Linked DNA regions of Mus musculus: region 2 is linked to region 1. A link is a contact called in public promoter capture Hi-C data. All regions are on one chromosome and are shown on one strand. Each heading gives the region's core, a stretch centred on a gene start, on an enhancer-like site or on the middle of the called end of the contact. The rest is flanking DNA. Distances are from core to core; before and after follow the strand shown. Region 1 holds the start of Taco1 (translational activator of mitochondrially encoded cytochrome c oxidase I). Region 2 overlaps Mrc2 (mannose receptor, C type 2).

The links. Promoter capture Hi-C pulls out the DNA fragments that hold promoters and counts their contacts.
Region 2: a promoter capture Hi-C map of cranial neural crest shows a contact between it and region 1. The contact joins the enhancer-like site here to the promoter of Taco1 in region 1. A contact is called at or near these places in 5 of 39 promoter capture datasets (cranial neural crest, embryonic stem cells, hippocampal neurons and 2 more), 4 of 484 Hi-C or Micro-C datasets (the AtT-20 cell line, the N1E-115 cell line, cortical neurons and 1 more), 6 of 115 datasets of contacts at active chromatin or transcription factors (astrocytes, embryonic hindbrain, extraembryonic endoderm stem cells and 3 more) and 2 of 9 other capture datasets (embryonic stem cells and liver).

What each region holds. Positions count from the first base shown.
Region 1 is chr11:106,062,511-106,069,957 of GRCm38.p6, forward strand. Taco1 (translational activator of mitochondrially encoded cytochrome c oxidase I) reads left to right here and starts at 3,581. Exons shown (of 5, transcript NM_027346.2): 1 at 3,581-4,008; 2 at 6,996-7,102. The coding sequence starts at 3,738. It overlaps Taco1os (a long non-coding RNA gene), which reads right to left and starts at 3,531. Exons shown (of 3, transcript XR_003949781.1): 1 at 3,372-3,531; 2 at 1,635-2,786.
Region 2 is chr11:105,347,941-105,355,250 of GRCm38.p6, forward strand. It overlaps Mrc2 (mannose receptor, C type 2), which reads left to right. Exons shown (of 30, transcript NM_008626.3): 26 at 1-66; 27 at 367-486; 28 at 658-837; 29 at 1,628-1,654; 30 at 1,759-3,205. The coding sequence ends at 1,985. Among named protein-coding and RNA genes, the nearest start is that of Mrc2, 59 kb to the left of the region's middle. Within about 2 kb of position 5,246, at least 67 of the 459 cell types and tissues checked have an H3K27ac peak or open chromatin away from gene starts, as enhancers often do. A contact at or near this core is called in the AtT-20 cell line, the N1E-115 cell line and extraembryonic endoderm stem cells, where this site is marked.

The DNA of each region.
Region 1 (7,447 bases), core at 2,331-4,830:
GTGACACACCTCTCCTAACACGGCCATACCACCTAATCCTTTATAAAGGGTTGTGCTAACAGAGGACCAAGCATTCAAACATAGAGACTTTTGAGGGCCAATTCCTTTCAAACCACCACACTAGGATGTTTTCTAAATGAAGGAAATCACTCACAAAGAACACATACTACATACTTCCATTACTATAAAATGTTCAACAGAAGCATACTCATGGAGCCAGAAGTCAGCTGTCTGGACCTGTGATGACTGAGGAGGAGAGAGACTAATAATGAGTACAGAGTTCAGGCAAAGAGGCTAAGTCAGGATGATGAATACATGGTGAATATACTAAAAATCATCGCACACATTACATGGGTGTCCTGTATTATTTGTAGAGTGTCAATCAAGCTTAAGATCAAAACAACACCTTTAATCCCAGCACTTGGGAGGCAGAGGCAGGCAGATTTCTGAGTTCGAGGCCAGCCTGGTCTACAAATTGAGTTCCAGGACAGCCAGGGCTATACAGAGAAACCCTGTCTTGAAAAACCAAAAAAAAAAAAAAAAAAAAAAAAAAACCCAACTACCGAGTAATCTGCCTGCCTCTGCCTCCAAATGCTGGGATTAAAGGTGCGTGCCACCACCGCCCGGCTGACAACCTGAGTTTGAAACCACTACTAAACATGAGTCACATGACAGAAGGAGAGAACTGACTGCCACAAGTTGCACACACATGATTAAGAAGATCTAGCTGGAGACTATGCCGGGGCCTAGCAAACACAGAAGTAGATGCTCACAGTCAGCTATTGGATGGATCACAGGGCCCCCAATGGAGGAGCTAGAGAAAGCACCCAAGGAGCTAAAGGGAACTGCAACCCTATAGGTGGAACAACATTATGAACTAACCAGTACCCCGGAGCTCTTGTCTCTAGCTGCATATGTATCAAAAGATGGCCTAGTTGGCCATCACTGGAAAGAGAGGCCCATTGGACTTGCAAACTTTATATGTCCCAGTACAGGGGAACGCCAGGGCCAAAAAGGGGGAGTGGGTGGGTAGGGGAGTGGGGGGTGGGTGGGTATGGGGACTTTTGGGATAGCATTGGAAATGTAAATGAGGAAAATACCTAATTAAAAAAAAAAGATCTAGCTGGGCAGTTGAGTTGCAGGTTTTTAATTCCAATGCTTGGGAGGCAAAGACAGATGGATCTTTGTGAGTTCAGGTCAGCCTGGACTACAGAGTGAGTTCCAGGACAGTCAGGACAACACAGAGAAACCCTGTCTTAAAAAAACAAAACAAAAATAGAATTTGAAGGAGTAGAGAGTGTAGAAATGGCTCAGCAGTTAAGAGTACTTGTAAGACACCCACACATATAAAATATAATCATTGAAGATTTTTTTAAATGAGTGTTTGCAGCATGTGTATGCAGTACCTACAGAAGTGGGAGGCGGGTATTGGATCCTCTAGGACTGGAGTTACAGAGGCTGTGAGGCTCCTACCCGATGTCTCTGCAAGAGCAGCAAGTGCTTTAAATGCTGAGCCATCGCTCCAGCCCCCTGGAGCTGAGTCCTGAAGAATGATTTCACCAGAAGAATGAAGGATGTCCTTCATAATGAAGGAGACTCAAGAGAAACAAAAGAGGCAAAGAATTCGTACTCACTCCCGGTAGCAGTGGCGTGGGCTTTTAGTCTTGGCACTCAGCAGGCAGAGGTGTATGAATCTCTGAGTCGGAAGCCAGTATGCTCTGCACAGTCAGTTCCAGGACAGCCAGGGCTCCACAAAGAAACCCTGTCTCAAAATACAAAACACGGGCTGGAGAGATGGCTCAGCAGTTAAGAGCACTGACTGCTCTTCCAGAGGTCCTGAGTTCAATTTCCAGCACCCACATAGTGGCTCACAACCGTCTGTAATGGGATCTGATGCCCTCTTCTGGAGTGTTTGAAGACAGCTACAGTGTACTTACACATAATAAATAAATCTTAAAAAAAAAAAAAAGAACTCAGGTTGTGCTTGGTGGCTGCCAGCTGCTATTCTGGAACTAGGAAGGAAACACAAGGATAATCTAACAGCTAACATAATGCCCTCCCATAGACATACATGAGAATGAAAGGTAAGTAGATTAATTTTGGACATATCCACTAAGAATATAAAATCTGGGGTCTGGAGAGATGGCTCAGTGGGTAGGAGCACTGACTGCTCTTCCAAAGGTCCTGAGTTCATATCCCAGCAACCACATGGTGGCTCACAACCATCAGTAATGAGATCTGATGCCTTCTGGTGTGTCTGAAGACAGCTACAGTGTACTTATGTATAATAATAAAATAAATCTTTTAAAAAATAATATAAAATCTGTGTCCGTGCCCTTCCCCTCATCCTGCTTATTCAAGGCCATTGTAGAAGGAAACAGAAAGTAAAGAACTTGCCCAAGGTTGCACTACTAAATGGCAGAAACACACTTTGAATTCATCCAGCCTAACTTTAGAGAGCAAGACTTCAAACTGCCTTCACACTGACCTGCTTTTTTAAATGTGTTACGCTCTTGAGACTTAATTCACCCCCCCCCTAGAGAGCTCTTAAAGAGTTTCAAGCAGCTGCTACATTATTTTTTCTTTATTTTTCCATAGTGTCCTTTTTCTCTTGTTTTCTCTGCCAAGAGAACCGATGGTGGAAGGGGCTGGAGAAATAGCTCAGCAGTTAAGGATATTGGTTGCCCTTCCAGAGGACCCAGGTTCAATTTCGATTCTCCATGTGACAGCTCACAACCATCAGTTCCAGGCTATCTTGATGTCAACCTTGGCGGCGGTTTCTTTATCTGTAAAATAAATATCTGAGAACACCAGGCACACATGTAGCGCACAGACATACATGCAGTCAAAACAACCATACACATATATTAAAAATACTTAAACTAATTTTAAAACAACAGATGGAAAACGAAGATAGCAGTTTGACTCAAAGGCTGGCCCGATCTTTTGTCCAGTATGGGTTGGCAAAACAGGCAATGCCATCCTTGTTTACAGAAATGAAATCTAAATCAGAAAGTTTTAAATGACTGGGCAAATCGCTTCTCGTCGGCTGGTGGGGTAGTGGCTTATTTTGTTTGGTTGTTTTTTTTTTTTTTTTTTGTCGTTGTTTGTTTTAATTAAAGTTTTTGCTTTTTTTTTTTTTTTGAGACAAAGTCCTAAGGTTTCCTTCGCCTCTTAAGTGCTGGAATCACAGACATGGCCTGCCACGCCCAGCATTTAGTACTTTTTTGTTTATTGCTTCCTTTTTTTAAACAGGCAACCTTGGCGGCGGTTTCTTTATCTGTAAAATGAACCGACTGAACTACATATTTCTTTTTCAACCAAACAATTCTTATTCTGGACTTGCTCAGTTAGGAAGGAAAGTCAGTCACCTGAATCTCTCCGGGAAGGTGATCTGTCGTTTCCAAGCAACCGGGAGCAAAGAAGGGTTGCGTCACTCCTGGCAGGGGCGGGGTTGGAACGAGTACCGCGAGGCAGCGGAACCAACTTTGCAGAATCCGGGAACGTCTTTTTGCGGCGGACCGGGCAAAGGAAGTGTACTGCACCATTTAGGGTCCCCGCGCCCGGCTCCTTCGCGGTCACTCAAGGCAGTGCAGCGTCAGGAAGAGCCGAACCTCTGAGTTTCTGGAGAGCTGTAGCAGCGGTCTGAACGTCCAGACCGGGTTGTTCCGGGGCCGGACTAGACGGGCTGATTTTAGCTGCTCATCTTTGCACCGCGCAGCCCCTTGTCGAAGCAGATGATGTCTTGGGCTGCCGCCAGCCTGAGAATGACCGCTGTCCCGTGCTTTCGTGTGCGATGCCTCGGGTTCCGCGTGGGTCCTTGGGGCGCCTCCCAGCATGCAAACCCCGGCTGTGGTGCAGCGCCACACAGGACGCTGCATGTCAGCGCGACGGCCTCGGCGGGACACAATAAGTGGTCTAAAGTCCGGCACATCAAGGGCCCCAAGGACATGGAAAGGAGTCGAATCTTCTCTAAACTCACTCTCAGTATCCGCCTGGCGGTTAAAGGTGAGAACCTGGTAGTCCTCACTGCTGGTCACTGAAGCTCTTTAGGTGCCTAAGGCTTCATTTAGGACCGTCCCCCCAACCCCCAGTTGTCATAATTGTCCTACTCATAACCCTCAAAGCACTTACTTACACTGGATATACCTGTTTTCCTTTTCAAAGACCTTCAGAGACCCGCCCTTAGATAAAAATGACTTCATCTAAGGGTATAGTTAGAAGGTACTTCATAGAAATACGCCTTAAGAAAGTGTGGCAGCGCGGCCGGCTTGCCCGATTTCCGCGAGTTGGTTCTGTCGGTGCCGGTCGCGGGTTCCCGTGTCGTTCCGGTCTTTTTCCGCTCCCGAACCTTTGTTTTATTTTGCCGGGCGAGGTGGCGCATGCCTTTAATCCCAGCACTCAGGAGGCAGAGGCAGGCGGATTTCTGAGTTCGAGGCCAGCCTGGTCTACAAAGTGAGTTCCAGGACAGCCAGGGCTACACAGAGAAACCCTGTCTCGAAAAACAAAAAACAAAAAACAAACAAACAAAAACAAAAAACAAAAAAAGAAAGTGTGGCAGAAGCCGGAGGCCTCGAACCAGACCAATAATTCATGGCAATGGACATTTGCAAGTGAAGCTGTTTGGACAAAAGAATATCCAGTGTGACACTCCACAACACCGCAGCTTCTGCTTCTACATCAGGGATGGGTTTGGTTTGGTTTTGTTTAGGGGAGGGAGACTGCAAGCGTGGAGAGGATGGATCTGGAGGGATGACAGGATCAGTGTGAGATTGGGGTGCATGATGCGAAATTCACAAAGAATCGATTTAAAAAGTTAAAGATATTTATCAAATAAAATGACTGGAAGAGGGAAAAGGAAAAAATAAAGCATAAAGAGTCAAGTCAGGGCTTGGAGAGATGGCTGGGCGGTTAAAAGCACTTGCTGCTCTTGCAGAGGACCTGGGTTTGTTTCCCAGCACCCATGTGACATCTAACAACTACCTTAAACTTCAGTTCCAAGGTACCCAATGTTCTCTTCTGGCCTCCTCAGGCACTGCATGCATCATGCATGCAAGCACATGAGCAGGTCTTGTAAGGAAGAAAGAGAAAGAAAGTGCCTTTCTTGAAGGGACTAACCATGCGCTCTGCAGCTGCTTCTACTACCACTGAAGGTTGGGACAGGCATGCTGAGACAAGCCATTTCTCGCTTCCTTTTCCCTCATCAGAGCTCCTAAGACATTTCCTTGGAAAGTCAGTTTTGGAACCATGCGTCGCTTCAGTGATTCTCACTTCGGTGTCAGGCTGGTAGAAGTAGAGGGGGGAAAATCCTATGAAAAGTGTGGACCTGGAGTTAGGAAGATGTGAACGATGTATTGGCTAGGTTGATTCAATGCCCTTCAACCCGTGGCTTAACTACTGAATTTTAATTTTCTGTAAAGCAAGGACAATACCCACTTTGAGGTGGCTTGCGGCATGCAAAAGGCAATAAGCTAATGTTAATTTATCCCTACAACTTGTGTCTGATGCTTCTCTTTGCTTCCTTTTCTAAGGAAGTTTTGATTTAACCAACATTATTTTTGACCCAGGAGGGGATACTACAGAGAACATCCTGTATAGTCCCCCTCCCCCAGAGGCTGAACAGAGGCTGAGCCCAGTCCTATGTGAGCACTTCAGGGAGTGCATTAACTCAGACAGTAAGAGCAAGTATCTTAACACTCAACTGTTTCAGCTGACAGAAATGGAGTTTGCTGAAACCCTGCAACATGATAACTATCCCTCAAGACAGACTGAATTAGGAACTTCTTATCCAGGTTGGGTTTCTAGCCCAGGCATAAAGCCCAGTGTTCAGCATGGATGAGGCCTTGAATTCCATCGCCTGTACCCACCAATAAAGAAACTTCTTCCCTAAAATAGTTCTCCTTATTCCAATAGAATCACTAAATCAAGTACTTTCTGTTTGTTTGTTTGTTTGTTTGTTTGTTTATGACAGAGTCTCACTCTTTTTTTTTTTTGTTTGTTTGTTTGTTTGTTTGTTTTGAATCATGGTTTCTCAATGTAGCCCTGGCTGACCTGGAATCTGCCTCTGCCTCCTGAGTGCAGGGTTTGAAGGTGTTCAGCACCATGTCCAGCCAGAATCTCACTCTTAACTGAAACGGACCCAGAACTCATTATGTAGTTCACATGCTGAGCCTCTGGAGTGGTGGGGTTACGGGTGTGCGCCAATATGCTTATCTAGATTAAATACTGTGTGTGTGTGTGTGTGTGTGTGTGTGTGTGTGTGTGTGTTGTGCCAGCCACAGCACACATGGAAATCAGAGGACAACTTTATTTTTGTTTTGTTTTGTTTTCGAGATAGGGTTTCTCTGTGTAGTCCTGGCTGTCAACTCACTTTGTAGACCAGGCTGGCCTCGAACTCAGAAGTCCGCCTGCCTCTGCCTCCCAAGTGCTGGGATTAAAGGCGTGCACCACCACAGCCTGGCAGAGGACAACTTTCTGAAGCTGATTCTCTCCTTCCTCCTATGAGTAGATTGTAGGGATAGACCTTAGGTCACTAGGCTTGCACATTAGGCAATTTTACCACCATCTCTCTGGCTTTTTTATTTTTAATTCAGGGCTCTTTCTAGCCTAGAGTTTACCAAATAGACAGCCTAGCTGGCTAGTGGTCACAGGATCTGTATCTGCCTGCCTGGTTCTGGGATTATAAACTGGTGCTGGCATTTTCTTATATGTGGGATCTAGGGATCAAATTCTGATACTTTTGTCCTCTGCCAGGCTGTGGTGGCACACACCTTTAATCCCAGCACTTGGGAGGCAGAGGCAGGCGGACTTCTGAGTTCGAGGCCAGCCTGGTCTACAAAGTGAGTTGACAGCCAGGACTTTACACACCTCATTATAATGTTAGTATTCTGACAAAGAGTCATTTCTCATTGCTTTGGGGTTGGAGAGGGTGGAAACCACTTGTTTCTCCTATACTGTGGTGAGAGGCTTTTGATCATTCTTCTCTCCTTATCCAGAGGGAGGCCCTAACCCTGAGAACAACAGCAGCCTGGCCAACATCTTAGAGTTGTGTCGCAGCAAGAATATGCCCAAGTCAACCATCGAGTCAGCACTGAAGACAGAGGTGTGTCCTTAGACATTATTCACCACAGCCCCCAGAGAGTATATGTTTGGAAAGCCACCACAGACTCCTTAAATTGTCAGGGGGGAAGGGTAGGAACATGGCTGACAAGTTCAACCCAGAGACCTTTGGGGATTCTCTACCCTTGGCCTTTAGTTAGAGTAGTGGTTCTCAACCTTGCTAACTCTGTGACCCTTTCATACAGTTCCTCACGTGTTGGGGACCCCCCCCCCCAACCATAAACTTATCTCGTTACTACTTTATAACTGTAATTTTGCTACTGGTATGAATTGTCATGTAAATATCTGTATTTTCTGATGTTCTTAGGCAAGCCCTGTGAAAGGGTCA
Region 2 (7,310 bases), core at 3,996-6,495, 710 kb before region 1:
ATTGCTATTCTTTCCACATGGAGGTGCTGTTGGGCCACAAGGAGGCGCTGCAGCGCTGTCAGAAAGGTGGGTGAGAGCAGCCTAGCCCAGATCCGGGACTCTGAGGCCTGGAGAAAGAACTTCCCCTCTGCCTATAGGCACTTATCTCAAGCTCCCCTCGCTGTTTAATACACAGACCATGTTGTGTCATCTACAGAATATCCCACGGTCCACAAGTGCTGAGATTCACACCATCTTGCACTTGAGCTGCCAGAGAAGAGTGCCGGGGTTGCTGTGAAGCGGGAGGGGGGGGAAGTAGTTTGGGGGGGGGGTCTATCACCATAAGGAGAATCTGCTTGTCCTGACATGGGCTTTCTTTGTGTCCAGCTGGTGGGACGGTTCTGTCCATTCTTGATGAGATGGAGAATGTGTTTGTCTGGGAGCACCTGCAGACAGCTGAAGCCCAAAGTCGAGGTGCCTGGTTGGGCATGAACTTCAACCCCAAAGGTGGGTGCTCTGTGTACGGGAAGGGAAGGGCTCAGGCTGCAAGAGGGATGCTTACCACTGTCTCCAGGCTTGTGAAAGTACAGCAGTGGATCGTGGTTATCGCCTCCCACCTAGAAACCCCCCTTCCACCTATTCCCATTCCCACACCTTCCCAATGGGTTCCTTCCACAGGAGGCACGCTGGTCTGGCAAGACAACACAGCTGTGAACTATTCTAACTGGGGGCCCCCTGGCCTGGGCCCTAGCATGCTAAGCCACAACAGCTGCTACTGGATCCAGAGCAGCAGCGGACTGTGGCGCCCCGGGGCTTGTACCAACATCACCATGGGAGTTGTCTGCAAGCTCCCTAGAGGTAAGCCAGGATCTCGGTCAACAGCTGGGCCCATAGCTGGACTCACAGCTGGATGTCCAGCTGGGTCTAGGGTTACTTGATATACAGGGGCATCTGCTTTGGCCGGAGGGCATCAAGTACATTAGTTTGCAGCAAGGACTGACGCAGGGCCTCAACTTTCCAAAGTACACATAAGCCCAGAGGACAGCAAGCCCCATCATTCTATAGTGGTTAGGGACAAGGGATGGTCAAGCCCTGGACACTCACGTATTGACTCTGAGGCCTGGGGATATAGTCCATTTGGTAAAGTCACGCAAGCACCAGGATCCGAGTTAAGATTCCCAGCACCCCAATAAAATCCCAACATTGAGTGCCATCACCTGTAACCCTAAGACAGAAAGGGAGACGTGTATTTGTGTTTTATAGGCCCCTGGAGCTCATTCACCAGCCATGAGCTGAATCCATACGTTGTAGGTTCAGTGGTAGACCCTGCCTCAAAACACCGAGGTAGAGAGGCATCAAGGAAGACACAGTGCAATAACCTTGACCTCTGACCTCTACGCACATGCACACTCACAAGTATCTGCTTATATTCACCTATAAGAACACATACATAGACACACACACACCTGTCCCATCAGCTTCCTCATATATAGAACGGAAATAGTAGAAGCCAGGTCCTAGAGTCCTGGGAGGTTCAGTGACTCTGCAAGGTGACATTCACAAAGCAGTTCACAGGCACTTATTTAAATTGTGACTATGATTTCTGTGAGGACTGATTGTGATTCTCTGGCTCTCTCCTCTCCTACAGTGGAAGAGAACAGCTTCTTGCCATCAGGTGAGTGGAGGGAATGAGCGAGCCCCGGCCTGGTTCTTTCGCTGGCTCCTCTGTCCCTGTGGTCATGACTGGGGCCTGATGTGAACTCCCCACCTCCATCTCAGCAGCCCTCCCCGAGAGCCCGGTTGCCCTGGTGGTGGTGCTGACAGCGGTGCTGCTCCTCCTGGCCTTGATGACGGCAGCCCTCATCCTCTACCGGCGCCGACAGAGTGCGGAGCGTGGGTCCTTCGAGGGGGCCCGCTACAGTCGCAGCAGCCACTCTGGCCCCGCAGAGGCCACCGAGAAGAACATTCTGGTGTCTGACATGGAAATGAACGAACAGCAAGAATAGAGCCAAGGGCGTGGTCGGGGTGGAGCCAAAGCGGGGGAGGCAGGGGCCCCAAGGGCGTGGTCGGGGTGGAGCCAGAGCGGGTAAGGCAGGGGCCCCAGGTCAGCAGGCCCCCATCACCCATCAGCCCAGTTGTCTTTGGATGGCAACCCTTGGGAGTTGCTACTGGGTGCCGGGGGCATAGCTTGCCATGGGGTGGGAGTACCCAGCCTACCATAGAGGCTAGGCTGAGACTTGGCAGTGGGTCATGTTCCCCTTTCCCTTGGGCCTGGGATCGTGTCACCTGGACCTGGACCCCATGGCAACTGGAGGCAATATGAGAAGGGACATGAGCTTATTCATGTCTTTTCCTCCCCAGATCCCTGAGCCTAAACCTGCTGACCTGCAGCCTAGGATTCTTTCCTATCTGTAGGCCTGGAAAGCCTGCCCCGTCCCTTGGGGTGGCTCTCTGTCACCTCTCCTACTCGGCTACATCAGCTCTGTCTCCTCACCCTGCCCTCGTGCCTTTTTTTCCACCCAGTGCCTCCTTCTGAGCCATGGCCCTGGGACTTGGGTGATCTCTCTCTCTCTCTCTCTCTCTCTCTCTCTCATTCTCTCTCTCTTTCTCTCTGGGTGGGGGTCAGCTGAAGAGGCTGGCCAAGCATCTGTCACTCCTGTGCCTGCTGGAATGGACCTAGGGTATGGCAGGAGGGAGCCTAGGTGGCTCAGGTGTACAAACCAGGGCACCGGTGTGGTGTCTGCTGGAGTAGAGATGGAACTTCGGAGAGACACCTTATCCACTCACAGGGTGTCATCTCCTGCTGGTCAGGGGAGGGCTCTGTCCTTGAAAGAGTCCCCTGTGGGGACCAAAATAAGTTCCCTAATGTCTCCGGCTTCTGGCTCTGGCTTGGAGAGAGGGAAGATGGTTTGGAGGGGGAGGGGCGCTGGTGAGGCTGTAACCTGGGACAGCACCAGGTGCTACCATCTGGTGTGGCCTAGGAGACCAACTCATGGAACCACTCAGCACCTTTTTCCAGAGGAGAGTCCCAGCCAGGATGGAGAGTGCCAGTCCCCGTGTCCCAGTGCAGGACGATGTGAACAAAAACTCAAAGCGGACCCTCTATTGTAGTTCTTGATTCTCGAAATGTGCTATTATTGTTTGTCTTTTTTTTTTTTTTTTTAAAGAAGGAAAAAGAGAAAAAGAATAGCAAACAAATAAAAACCTTCCAGAGGCTTGAGAAGTCAGCGTTTGTGCCTCCTTCTCTGCAGAGTCTGACCCCCGCAGCCCTGTAGGGACAGATGGCAGCTCTGTCCAGTTGTTTCTGTAGCCTGCCATTTTGCCTCTGAGCTTTTGGCTCTCCTCAGGAGACAAGTCGTCCCTGCCTACAAGCGTGTGAACTTGGGCACCTGAGCTCATTGTCCCATCAGCTTGAATAGGGCGTAGAGGATCTCCTAGGGTTGGGCTGTCGGAAAGATGCTTAAGGATGTGGTGAGTGTCCTTACCAAGTGCCTCTGAGTGCATGCAGTAAGCACTCCATAAATGCTAACTGCTACTCTTATTTCTAAAGTTTTTTTTTATTACATTGTGTGTGTGTGTGTGTGTGTGTGTGTGTGTGTGTGTGTGTGTGTGCGTGTGTGTGTGTAGGGTGAGCAATATGAATACCTGGACCAGAGTGGGAGCAGAGGGTCCCTAATGTCTCAGAGGACCGACAGGGTGACTGCAGGAGTGTGGCTGAGTGGGTGCAGGCCAGGACGCAGTGGCATGGTGGATACTGTAAGGAAGGCTGCCAGTGGGAATGGCTGATCTGATCTTTAACAAGTTCATTGTAACCGCGGTAAGGGACACAGACAATGGATGGGAGATGGGGGAGGGGAAGCAGAGGAAGCCCTTGCAATCATTAAGACCTCAGAAGATGGTGGCTGGTTTGGCCTGGAACACTAGCGGTGGTTTAGAGGCGTTGTGCGTTCTCAGGCTTACCCTGTCCAGGACTTTTAAAATCTTAGTTCTACTTGTTTTGGATAGGCAGTGTGGTCATGTGGTTCAGAGCCTAAAGGAGTGAAAAGAATACATAAAGACACCCATTGAATGTTCTCGCTCCTTCCCTTGCCCATCCACCCTGGACGCTCCTGCCATGATGGTTTTCCGAGTCTCTTTCCAATGTTTGATTCAGGCTGGGGGAAGCCACTAGGAAACATGGGATCTGGATTGCCCAGGGGGACAGCAGATCAGCTGCTTTCTGCCGGGATCAGATGTGCAGGATGAATGGGTGGGACCGCCCAAGACAGAAGAACTCTAGAGAGTCCGTGAGCTGCATTCCTGAGTGTGTGTGTGTGTGTGTGTGTGTGTGTGTGTGTGTGTGGGCTCCTCCAGCTGTCCCTACTCTGCAGCTCTCACAAGACCCATGGGAGATAGGTAGGCCAGGCATTCCGGAAGGGACGGAAGGGACCGTCAATCCAAAGTAAGGTCCTTAATGATTAACCCACTTTACCTTCAAGTGATTTGCTCTCCAAACAGAGGCCAGAGTAGCCCCTTTGTGAGTCGAGTGCTTTGCTACTAGCTGTGGCTCAAGGGTTGCTCTTCAGGCTGCTGGGAGCGGCTCTGAGGGCAGGGATGCCAGTGACCATTGCCCTGAGAGAGAAGGAAGCAGCGTGGTAAAAAGCAGTGTGAGCTCTATTGGGTCATTTGAGTAGTTGAAGGAATGAGGCTCCAAATGTCCAGTGCCACCCATCTATTTGAGAGAGAGACAGAGAGAGAGAGAGAGAGAGAGAGAGAGAGAGAGAGAGAGAGAGCATGTGCATGCCAGCAGCTGACTGGGTAAGCAAGCCTACTGACCCCAGCAGCCCCAGAAATCTACCTATCTGTACCCCCAAGAGTTACGAGCATAGGCAGCTGCTGCTCCTGGGTTTTATGTGGGTGCTGAGGATTCGAACCCAGGCCCTCACCCTTCCAGGGCAAGCATGAATTGACTCCCCAAACCTTGACAAGTTAATTTTTCCTTTTCTTTCTCTGGTGACTGGAGTCTTGCCAGAGGCCACATTCAATCCAAGTTTGTCCTACAGCCTCTTAGGCCTGGGGGCTCCCCAGAGAGTATGTTCTAAGCCTTCCTGCAGAAGAGTTAGGGAATGTTCCCGTAGTTCTCTGAGTGGTCAGGAAGAAGGCTCTGGACCTGGCCACTTGCCCTCTGGCTCCCAGCCAGTTCTAGTTTTAGAACATGTGACAAGGACTTCTATCTTCTGGTGGGGCTCAGTTCAGTTGACCACGAAGCATCTCTTCTGTGTGCCAGGTTCTCTGCGGAGCCTGCTGAGTGGCAGATGGCCTGAGACCTGTCCCAGGCCTGAGCGAAGGGCACTGTCTACCAGGCACGGAGCCCAGCTTTCCCTTGCAGGTCTGAACTGGCCCAGCTTCGAGCACCTGAATATTCAGTGACAGCTCAATGAATCCATGAATGAATGGGAAGACAGGGCAGCTCTCCAGAGAACAGCATTCCCCTATCTCCTATCAAAGCAGAGATGGCCTCCTCCCAGGTACCCTGGCAGAGCAGGCCTGGCCCAGTGGGCAGCTCTCTGAGGCCACAGGGGCAAGGAGCCAGCCAGCCTCACCACATGGCTATCCTGGAACAGAGCCGCCCAAACCTGGTCAAGCTGCCTGGACCAGTGGGGCAGGAGTCTCTGGCAGACCTGAGGTAAAGAACTAGCATCGTGAGGGAAGGCAGAAAGGAGACACTCAGGGAAGTCAGAAGAGGACAAATGAGGGATTGAAGAGGGTCCAGCATGAGAAGAAAGTGCCCAGATCTTCCCGCAGGCCTGACTTTCCTTAGGAGGGTGTTGCCAAGAGGCCTCAGGGAACTGCTGACTTCAGTCTTTGGCTCCCATCAGAATCAGCTCCATTGCATCAAAGGGGAGGGGCTGGCTTTAACCCTTCCTTGTCTGAAAAGCAAGTAGTTACAGACACTAGAAAGAGGTCTGAGCAACTGCCAGGCACCAAGGTTCAAGGCCATGTATTCAGAGAAGCCAAATACTGAATTTATCAGTTGGCTGGTGGCTTTTCTGGGGATCCCAGGCAGTGACACTTTTCTAGTTCCATCCATACTGTCTTACTTCCAGACACCCCTGAGGTCTGTGGGGTGTCTAGCTGTCCATAGGGGAGACACCTGGCCCTCTGTTACTGTGGGGTGTCCAGCTGTGTGTGTGCGTGTGTGTGTGCGTGTGTGTGTAGACACCTGGCCCTCTGTTACTGTAGGGTGTCCAGCTGTGCCAGGCAGGGGGAGACACCTGGCCCTCTGACACTGTAATTCCATCAGCTTCTGCAGATTTGCACTGTCCTCCTCCCTTGGAATTTGAGGAAAGTGCGAGGTGTCCTCCACGATAAGGACAACAAACTGTTATTAGACACAATCTCCCCTTGCTATTCCAGTGGGTTCATTCCACGATCTGCTGCTGCTCTCTATATGCACGGCTGTCCAAGTCCAAGCCCCTTGTATAAAATGCATTATATAAATAGTATCGTATATAGTCTCCATTCCCTCATATATGTTAAATAAATGCTCGAAAACCTGGTCCTCCCTGTTGGTCAGCCCTCTCCTACCACCTCAGTTTCCCTCTCCTGGACTCCACAAGCCATTAAAAACCTTGTTCTCTTCTCGCTTCCTTGGCTTTGTGCTACTGTTGTTAATGCTGTGAGTGTGGGTGTTTTGCCTGTGCATGTGTTTGTGGACCACACACAGGCTTAGTGTCTATGGAGGCCAGAAGTGGGAATTGGATATCGTAGAACTGGAGTTACAGGTGGTTGTGAGGCACTATGTGGGTGCTGGGAATTGAAACCTAGGTCTATTGGGTGAGCAGCCAGGGCTCTTGACTGCTGAGCCCTCTCTGCAGCCCTTCTTCCAGGGGCCTTTGTTGCAAGTGCTGGCTCTGAGACCCCTGAAATCCCTGCCTGGAGCTGATAGCGAATGCTATCTGTTCTCTTTGTCACAGAGCTCACGGGTTGGGTGCATGGCTTTGCTCAATAGACTTAACAGATACTATGAACTTCAGAGGGCTACTTGAGTCACACAACCTCCCAAAGGTAAGCTTCCTCCCAGGCAACACAGGGTTAATAACACAGGTTGATTGTGAGGGCTGCAGCCAGAGTCAAGGGCTCATTTATCCCCATGGTAAGTTCACAGGAAGTGCTCCCTAAGTGGGGCCCACAGGCTCACTTCACCTCCATGTGCGTCTCTCTCTATGGAAACCTCTGTCCAGGTGCCTCCTCCTCTTTATGGGCTCTCATCCTGGTGCATAATTAGCTGATGTGGTATGGCAGTTGTGATGCTGGCCATAGGTTTGGTTTGTGTCTGTGGTTTGGTGGTA